Linked DNA regions of Mus musculus: all the other regions are linked to region 3. A link is a contact called in public HiChIP or PLAC-seq and promoter capture Hi-C data. All regions are on one chromosome and are shown on one strand. The core of a region is the stretch at or near the end of the contact, and the rest is flanking DNA. Distances in the headings are between cores, read along the strand shown.

Evidence for each region. Promoter capture Hi-C pulls out the DNA fragments that hold promoters and counts their contacts. HiChIP or PLAC-seq counts read pairs in DNA pulled down with a chosen protein or histone mark.
Region 1: a contact with region 3 is called in a promoter capture Hi-C map of second pharyngeal arch cranial neural crest. The contact joins the promoter of Mrpl39 here to the promoter of Usp16 in region 3. A contact is called at or near these places in 8 of 39 promoter capture datasets (cranial neural crest, frontonasal cranial neural crest, hippocampal neurons and 4 more), 1 of 115 datasets of contacts at active chromatin or transcription factors (pro-B cells) and 1 of 9 other capture datasets (liver).
Region 2: an H3K27ac HiChIP or PLAC-seq map of embryonic stem cells shows a contact between it and region 3, with 6 times the contacts expected there. The contact joins the promoter of Jam2 here to the promoter of Usp16 in region 3. A contact is called at or near these places in 3 of 39 promoter capture datasets (the 3T3-L1 cell line, cranial neural crest and hippocampal neurons) and 6 of 115 datasets of contacts at active chromatin or transcription factors (embryonic stem cells and fibro-adipogenic progenitors).

Annotation. Positions count from the first base shown.
Region 1 is chr16:84,733,921-84,736,707 of GRCm38.p6, forward strand. It overlaps Mrpl39 (mitochondrial ribosomal protein L39), which reads right to left and starts at 1,324. Exons shown (of 10, transcript NM_017404.5): 1 at 1,234-1,324; 2 at 487-693. The coding sequence starts at 1,297.
Region 2 is chr16:84,772,843-84,775,650 of GRCm38.p6, forward strand. It overlaps Jam2 (junction adhesion molecule 2), which reads left to right and starts at 1,281. Exons shown (of 10, transcript NM_023844.5): 1 at 1,281-1,711. The coding sequence starts at 1,645.
Region 3 is chr16:87,453,522-87,456,351 of GRCm38.p6, forward strand. Usp16 (ubiquitin specific peptidase 16) reads left to right here and starts at 1,464. Exons shown (of 18, transcript NM_024258.2): 1 at 1,464-1,581.

The DNA of each region.
Region 1 (2,787 bases), core at 74-2,573, 2.7 Mb before region 3:
AACGACCTCTCTAACAATAGAAACAAAACAATTAACGTCAGCATTCACTATACTTATGTTTCCATTCACACATTTAGTACCTATACTAGATAAAACCACAACATGGGACAAGTAGGAAGGAGATGAGACATATACTCGGGGGGAAAAAAAAAACTAAAAAGATAAAGGTAGAATAAATGAAAACTCAAGAAAAAAACAAACCAAAACAAACCAAAAAAACAACCCTCAAAATACTTTAATGAGACCTGCTAGATAAATGCTCCCAGAACATGCATATTACATAGTCATATTCAGACAAACTAGGGAGACAACCTGTACAGCAGAGAAATGCTACGATACCCACCGTACCCACAAAACAAAGGGGACAGTGGGTGGCAAAATGGCTGCAAATAAATTCTACAGCTTCGCCAAGTAATGACAGCATGTTCCCCTCTGCAGTGCTCTGCACAGCGCGTGTAAAATGGTCAACATTGTTCTGCTGCTTACGCATGGCACAACTGTAAGGGGTTGAGATGTTTTTATTCATCACGAAGACAGTGCCGGGATCAGTTTTCCCAACATGCTTAACTTCGATCTTCTCCGTTCGGGGGGTTAACGATAACTGCCTGCTTTTCTCTCTGTTAAACAGATCATTCCGCATTTCTGTCAGCTCCGTGGGTGACAGCTCGGCAGCTGGCGACGTCGCTATAAATCCTATTAAGAAAGCAAAGTACGTAGTTTACTCTGGACCTGTAACAAGTATTGAAAACGGTAGAATTTTGCAGAACATAAGTCAAAAATTCGACTGAGGCAAACTTGAACCACTTTATAATGTTAATAATTTAGGATCCAACAACGAAAAAACAAAAAACAAAAACGCTGGGCTCTGATTTACTCTCACATCACCACCGATTTCCTCAGTGGCGTCCTAAAACCAGACTCGATTGGGAAGGAGAGCAAAGTTGTAGTTGGAAACGGTCTGGAGGGGAGGAGAACGCTCCAGGAAGGCGGAATCCCCGTGTCCAAACGATCAATAGCTAGCATGAGAAATGCTGAACTTTTCTTCCACACCCCAAAGCAAGGGACTTGGCTAGGCAAGCGCGAGTCCTCACTCCCTGGGAGATGGGGACATGTTTGCCGAAGACTGGGGCTCCTAAAACCCCCCACAAGAGCCGCCCATGCCCGCATCCCTTCTCTTTCCCTGATTCCTGCACCCCAGATTGTCTTCCCACACCGGGAACACAAAAAACTCACTCCAGCGAGCCCCGCCGCCCGCGCCGGGCCGCCGAAGAACCAGCCTTCCCACCGCGGTAGCCATGGCTTCCCGAAGTAGCCAAGGTAGCTCGGCGTCCCGGTCCTTCTCGTCCCTCTTCCCCCGGAAACGCGGAACCCGCGGCGGAGGTTCCGTAGGACTGATCAGCTCGGGACCGGATGCTAGGAGCGCGCCGAGCCACGCGGGGGCGCATGCGCGCCTCTCCTTGGATGGCTCACCCTTGGCCGCGCTGCGAGTCTTGTCCTTGGCTCGGGGACGACCGGCTGCCCTGAGGAGTCGCAGAAGTGTCTATTGGACAGAGGAGTCACACAGGCGCCTTTGTCTCACGAGGGTTCCAGATTCCCGGCAGAAAAAAATTAGAGGAGGACTCTTTGCGTTACGTCTTTGACAGTCTGGCCAGCCACGCCGGGTACAACTCTAGAGGGTGGAAATAAAAGAGGTTTGCAAAAGTGAGTTTCAGGTCGGCTGCAGTGGGGCTGAACCCGGTTCACCGTTTAGTCGGCCACGTTCCTGGGCTCTTGGAAACACGTCGTGTTGATTTTGCAAAGAACGTCCTAGAACTCTTTTCCGAATGATCTAGGCACGACTGCACGGAGTAACCGGGAATCTGTGTCTCGTCCCTGGATGTATCCCAGAAACGCAAACCGTGCTTGGCAGCTCAGCAAATATTTGTTATGACGGTTGGTAAAAACACACTGCTACATCTAACGCCTTTGTGGTGCCAGCACGTTCCCGTTGGAGCAGCATTCTTTACTTCTGCAAAGCTGAACCAATGAACCAATATAGTTTTATAAATTTAGTCAGGAATTTTCACATGATCCCTACTTTTAACTTGTGGTGGAGCACACACTGCCACCAGGCGGAAGGGTAAGCTCGGTCACAAATGCTATGTTTTATGCCACACAAATGTGCTGTCTCCTTGGCCCAAATAATACATGTTTACAATTGCATAGGGAAAGTGTTAAGACCTTTCCTCATCTTTAAGGCAAGACATGTAAGTATAAATTTGGATTCAACCATTCAATATTGTACTGGCCTATCTCATGTAAAGTCCTCGGCCGAGAATAGTGACTGATGCCTGCAATCCCTCCTCAAGAAGGCTTAGGTAGGAGCTGGAGAAGCCTTTAGCTACTTAACACACCTTTTCCTAACAATAGAAGTTCTAAATCAACTCTGGAAAAGTGTGCGCGCGTGTGAGCGTGCATGTGTGTTTCTTCCTTAAATGTTCTATGGTTCCCCTGAAAGCTTTCAGCTTCACAGCTTTTAGAGATTGTGTCCATTTCACCCCACCCCGAAAACTATAGTTCACGGCCACATTTAAAACAATCCTCTGGACGTTAGCTTGAGAAAAATTAATCATAAGCACATCTGCACACAGCTGATTGGAGCGTCTACTATCGCAGAAAGTAATTTTGCTGGAAGGATGCCACAGGTGATACTGACCAACAAGTACTGAATATATGCTAATTATAAAACTGTTTATTAACCCACACAACTGCCTTGAATGTCTGCCAAGCAACGTTTGGAGAGTTGGA
Region 2 (2,808 bases), core at 31-2,530, 2.7 Mb before region 3:
GTGGCTATATCGAATCAATCAATCAATCAATCAATATCTCTCCCTTTCTCTTCTCAGTTTTCACGACTAATTTGACTCTTTTAATTGGATTGTCAAGGACAATTGACTTAACCTGTCTCTGAGCACAGGCCTTAAGTCTTTTTTTTTTTTTTTTTTTTTTTTTGCCTTAAGTCTTAAGTTAGATGACACCCTTACTCCCTTACTGTTTGTGAGTTTGGGCTACCAGCTCCATTTTTGCCTTTTTTTTTTTTTTTTTTTTTAACTTTGCTTTTCTTGCCCTCAGGGGTCTTCTGTCCCCTCCCCTTCCCCATGAGGGCCAAAGCTTTCATCACTGTTGCCCAGGCAACAGTGGGGATGCCTCATTCCTCACAGCTCTGCATATCTAAGTATATCTTAAGCCTTTGTCCGCAAGGCTGGCTCAATTCTTTGTAAGTGGTCCACCACTAAATCAGCCATCCTCTACACATAATTATTTATTATTTAGCTTTATTTAAAACGATTTTAAAAAATGTCTTCACCTGACAACGGCCTTTACACAGACGGGTCAATTTTCTTGAATGCCCCAGCCATCAGTTCTGGAGAGGAAATGTGAAAATCGCCTTTGCAAGTGCACGCTTCCGAAGTGCGGGTCAATTTTAAAGCACGCACTGGAGCATTCATAATGGATTTCCCTTTTAAAAGCACATGAGACCAAAAATAAACCTGACAAAAGGGCAGCTGTAGAGTTTTAACATGTGGAAAACTCCACAGGCGGCAGTTACATAACGGGGAAGAAACAAGATAAATATTTCACACCGTTAGATGAACTTCCAGATGACAACTAAGAAGCCAAGAGCCCAGAACACACCTTAACTCTCTAAGGGGTTGGGGGGACGGGGAGGACGGACTTGAAGCCAGAAGAGGCTAAGCCTGATGATAAAATCTGGGACCTGACTTGCAACTTGAGTGATGCCTTTGTCCCCCGCCCCCTCCGCCCCTCCCCACCCCCCCTTTCTAGAGGCAGGGGCTGAGCTCATGCCCCTATACTTTAAGAGCGCTTCGCCAGCGGTTTTGTCCGCTAGATAGAAATTTTCCAAAAAATATCTCCCACGCTAGGCAAAACACTGAAAAGGAAGTTTTTTTGCGCCAAGAGGAGAGACATGGCGAGACAGACCGAGCCACTACCGCTCCCAACACACACACACCCTGCCCATCCCACCCGGCTGCGCTCCTCCTGCCCCCAGCTCCTCGCCCTGGGGACAGCTGGCAGCCTAGCGCGGGACTAGACACAAAGCGGATCAGTCTGGGGGCGGGGGGCCGACCTGCAGGGTTCTCCCTCAAGAGGCTAGTCCTCTGCCGCCACTCGCTTAGGACCCTGCGGACACCGCGTCCCGCGTCCACGCCCTCCCCTCAACCCTCTTCCACCCTTCAAAAGAAGGACTGTCCCAGACACCACGTCCTAGGGCCAGAAGACCTGCCCCCACGACAGTCGCTGGAGACACCCCAGACCGGAGAGACTGACATCGGGACAGGACCCGCCCCTCTGCTTCCACCTCTCAGGGACCTCCTCTGCTCCGCCGCCGGGCGAAGTGCTGGGAGACCCAGCCGCCTGTCGCGCTCCTGCAGGGGGACCCTCAGCTAGGCAGCCAGCTGGCGCCCGCGTAGATGGCGAGGAGCCCCCAAGGCCTCCTGATGCTGCTGCTGCTACACTACTTGATCGTCGCCCTGGACTGTAAGTCTCTGGGGTAACAGTCCTTTCCACCCTCCGGTCTGGCTATACCAGCCTCCGGGACCCTCGCCTGCAGGCATGGCGCTCAGTGCTAGGGGGTCTGTCTCGGGGCGCCAGGCTTTGCAGTCTGGGAGCACGGAGGGTAATCTGGATGAGGGCAGGCTCTGGGCAGGGAGACTGAAGTCCTGTGCGTCTTGTAAATAGTGTTGGATCTGGGCAGTTAAGAATTGAAGAAAACAGACGATCCTCATCTCCTTGCAAAGTCCGAGGAAGTTTTCAAAGACACCGGGACGTGATCAGAATGCAAAACTCTCTAAGTATTCAAGATGCGAAGAGCCCAAGAAAGATGGCATCCGGGGTTGGCGAAGGCCACTCTTAAGTAGCTGCGGCTGAGGGATCAGTGGTTACGGTCCCAGCTGCCCCGGGCAAGGTGCTGGGTAAAGCACTTTAGAGGCGGTAGCGGGGTGAAATTAGCTGAGCCCCAGTAGCTTTTCGCCTTTACGCCTGCAAAACCGGCTTAGAGAAGTCTGTCCGCTCCAGCCAGCTGCCGTGTCCTCAGGGGATGTCCAGCCAGCGGGACTGGCTGTTAGGATTGTTAGAAAGGCGCAGGCGATGAATGAGCGAGCTGGCAGCTGGCATAGCTGCGGAGGCGTCCCAAAGCCAGTTTAGTTTCTCTGGGTACTTTGAAAGAGGATTTGCGCGGGTGCTGGCCTAATGTGATTTGAAATTTGATTTTTGTTTTCTTCGCGTTAACTTTTTAGGAAAAGGTAGGAAATTACTATCTATTTTTAAGTGAGGAAGTCCTTGTTGTTGTTGTTGTTGTTGTTGTTGATGATGATGATAAACACCCTCCCCCTCCCTGTTATCTTTTGTTCTGTTGGTTTCTTCACTAGGGAGGGGTAAATGTGTTATTGTTGAGGTTCAAGTTCTAGTCACAGTACTTAATAGTAGTTCAATTATTCTGCCCGACGAACGTCTTAACACTAACGCTGAGGCTTTTTCTCAGACCAAAGTGATGGGGGCTCACAAAACGATTTGCCGCTCAGAACCCGAACAGGGTGCCTGCTGACTCAGGGGGAGGTATATATCAAGCCAGGAAG
Region 3 (2,830 bases), core at 214-2,713:
ACCTGGAGGGATCCATGGCTCCAAACATATAGGTAGCAGAGGATGCCCTTGCCTGACAGCAATGGGAGGGGAAGCCCTTTGTCCCAGGGAGGTTTGAGCCCCAGCATACAAGGATGCCAGAGAGGTGGGGCTGGAGAGTGTGGGTGGGTGGGGGAGCACCCTCATATAGGCAGAGTGGAGTGGGGAGGGCACATGTGGGATGAGAAGTTGGTGGAGGGGTAACTGGGAACTGGGATATCATTTGAGATATAAACCAATAGAGTGATTAATTAAAAAAAATTATACTGGCCAATTTTCCAGTTTTATGCTACTATTTCAACATAGTTTTATCTGACAACTAGTAAGTTTGAATATTTCATTTGCAATCTTTTAGAAGGCCATATATCTAGAAATGAGCTCAAGCTGGACTATGGAAGGATTTCGGGTGGTTAGATAAAAAGCCAACATTCCTCGGGATCTTTGAGGTTTGAGGAACCTTGAGGGTTTGTTTTCTCCCCAAAAGGACTCATGTCCCTTGCCTCTGACAGAAGGGACATGATTCTCCATTAATATACACTCGCGGTTGCCTATGATAGGTCTAGATAAGTCTAGAACTGGCCTCTAGGCTCCCTCAGTCCCGGTTCACAAGTACACATCTCAAAGCCTTCACCCTAGCCCGCAGGACCTTCTCTCATCTGGGTCCTGATTCCCGTTCTCTTTGCCCCTTCCTTGCCCCCGACTCTTCTGGCTACTTTTTTTTTTTTTCAATCGTGCTATGTCCATCCACTCTTCTTTCCCACTCTCTTGCTTCCCTAGCCCTGGCCTTCCTCTCTCTGCACTGGACTCTTCCCGATGCCTTTGAGTAGTTTTTCTCTTATTCACAATAAAAACCTTCCCCCTAACTGAGCGGCAGTTTCAAGTGGTTTCTTTATGGCATCCCCTCGCACACACCATCAACTGTTCTTTTACCGTGTTGCTTACTTCTGCCTATTTTGCTACTAACACGCACAGGTAGTTTTCTGTGATTACTGTCTCCGCTGAGGTCCGCTTAACGGGTGCTACAAAAGACTCGGCACAGAGTGTGTAGTTACTGTTTCTCGTCAACCAACCGCAACTCAAATCTTCAGGACTTTACACTGTAACATTCCCCTTTAATTCCTGTCAGTTTGGACAAGGTCAGCAAGGTGAAGGCTGGGGTTGGAAGAAAGAACACTCACATTTATAAGCGAGTGGGACAGGATTAGGGGAAAGGAGAGACGTGTGTAATTACGTCGCTCTCTTGGCCATCCTGCAGAAATAACGTATTTAAGAGAGGTAGCCATGAAGGACTTTCCAAGCCAAGGGCCAGGACCCGTCATCCACTCCCTAGGAGGATTTAAATTACTCCACAGTTAACACTGCAGTGAACACGTGGCGGGCCTCCCACGCACCCACCCCAAGGGAGGCCGAGCCATTTCCCACAATGCCGCGTTCCGGAAGTTGCCTCTCCGGGAGGGTGGCTGGTTCCACCGCGTCGCTCTCTCTGCGTCACCTGGAGGAAGCGGAGCTGGCGGCCGGCTCCGGGCCCGTCGCGGGAGGCAGTTATGGGCGCCGTCGCCCCGGGTGAGTACCGGCCACCCCCGCCGCCGCCACACTCCCGCCCTGCCTCGGCCTCATCCTCATCTACTGCGGGTGCTGTCGGCTCCAGGGCCGGCCCGGTGGGCGCCGAGCAGTCGGTAGGGCCGGCGGGCGACGGGAAGGGTGGCTGGGCGGGCGGCTGGCGTGCGAGCTCCGGGGAGCGCCCGGTGACACCGTGTGCGTTGTAAGCGCGGCTGGCGCTGCCACCTCCGGGTGACAGCCTACGTCGAAACTGGAGAGCCACGTTGTAGAGAGACCTGCTGACAGGGGCTTTCCGACATTGCCTTGGTGGTGATGATGGCTTAGCGAAGGCAGAGGAGGACCGGGAGGGCAGAAAAGGAAAGCAGCCGGCTGGATAGGAGGCTGACAGCAGGAGTTGTGATTTCAGCCAAGGGAGGGAGCCGCGAGCGAGTAGTTGGACCAAGGTGGCAATTCTCGTCTGAAAACTCCCCTGGACGCTGCGGGACCGAGCATTACTGTTTTATAGACGCCGTTCCCACGGCGCAGCAGTGACCTTCACAGCTGTCAGAAGTTTACTGTAGCTCCTTCAGTAGCATCGACTGACACTTCAGTCATGGGTTTGGTTGCCCTAATTAAAAGTTTGTCTTTCAAGTTTCCCTCTGCTGTCTCAAGGGAAGCTGCAGTCCTTAAACCAGATCTTCTAGCTCTGTCTCCACAACTGAAGGCTTATGATTTAATTAATGTCCGCATGTCCGCCTTTTTCTTTTACACCTGAAGTTGTGCCTTCTCAGGTAATATTCTCTCTCATCTCATCTCATCTCATCTCTCTGTCCCTCTGTCCGTCCGTCCGTCCGTCCGTCCATCTGACCACCTCGCTGTAGCTGGCCTGGAGCTTTGTAACTGCCTACTTTTGCGGTGCTGGGATTAAAGGTGTGCGCCATTAGCGGAGGAAGTTTTTCTTGAGGACCTACTATGTACTCACAGTATGCTATAGGCAAGATAGAAATTCTGCCCAGAACCAGTTCTTTCTCCTAAGGCTTCGGATTTCAGAGGAGGGTGGGGGTAGGGTGGGAGGGGGAGGGGGAGAGGGAGGAAAGGAGAGAGAAATTGTTCAGATTATAGATTTGAAAAGCAGTTTACTGTGGTAGAGAAACAGATACAGGATAGTACATATCTTTTTCCTCTCTGTCCCTCTCTGTGTGTTTGCTTTGTTCTTCGAGACAAGGTCTTCTTGTACAGCTTTGGCTGTCTTGGAACTCGCTCCATAGACCAG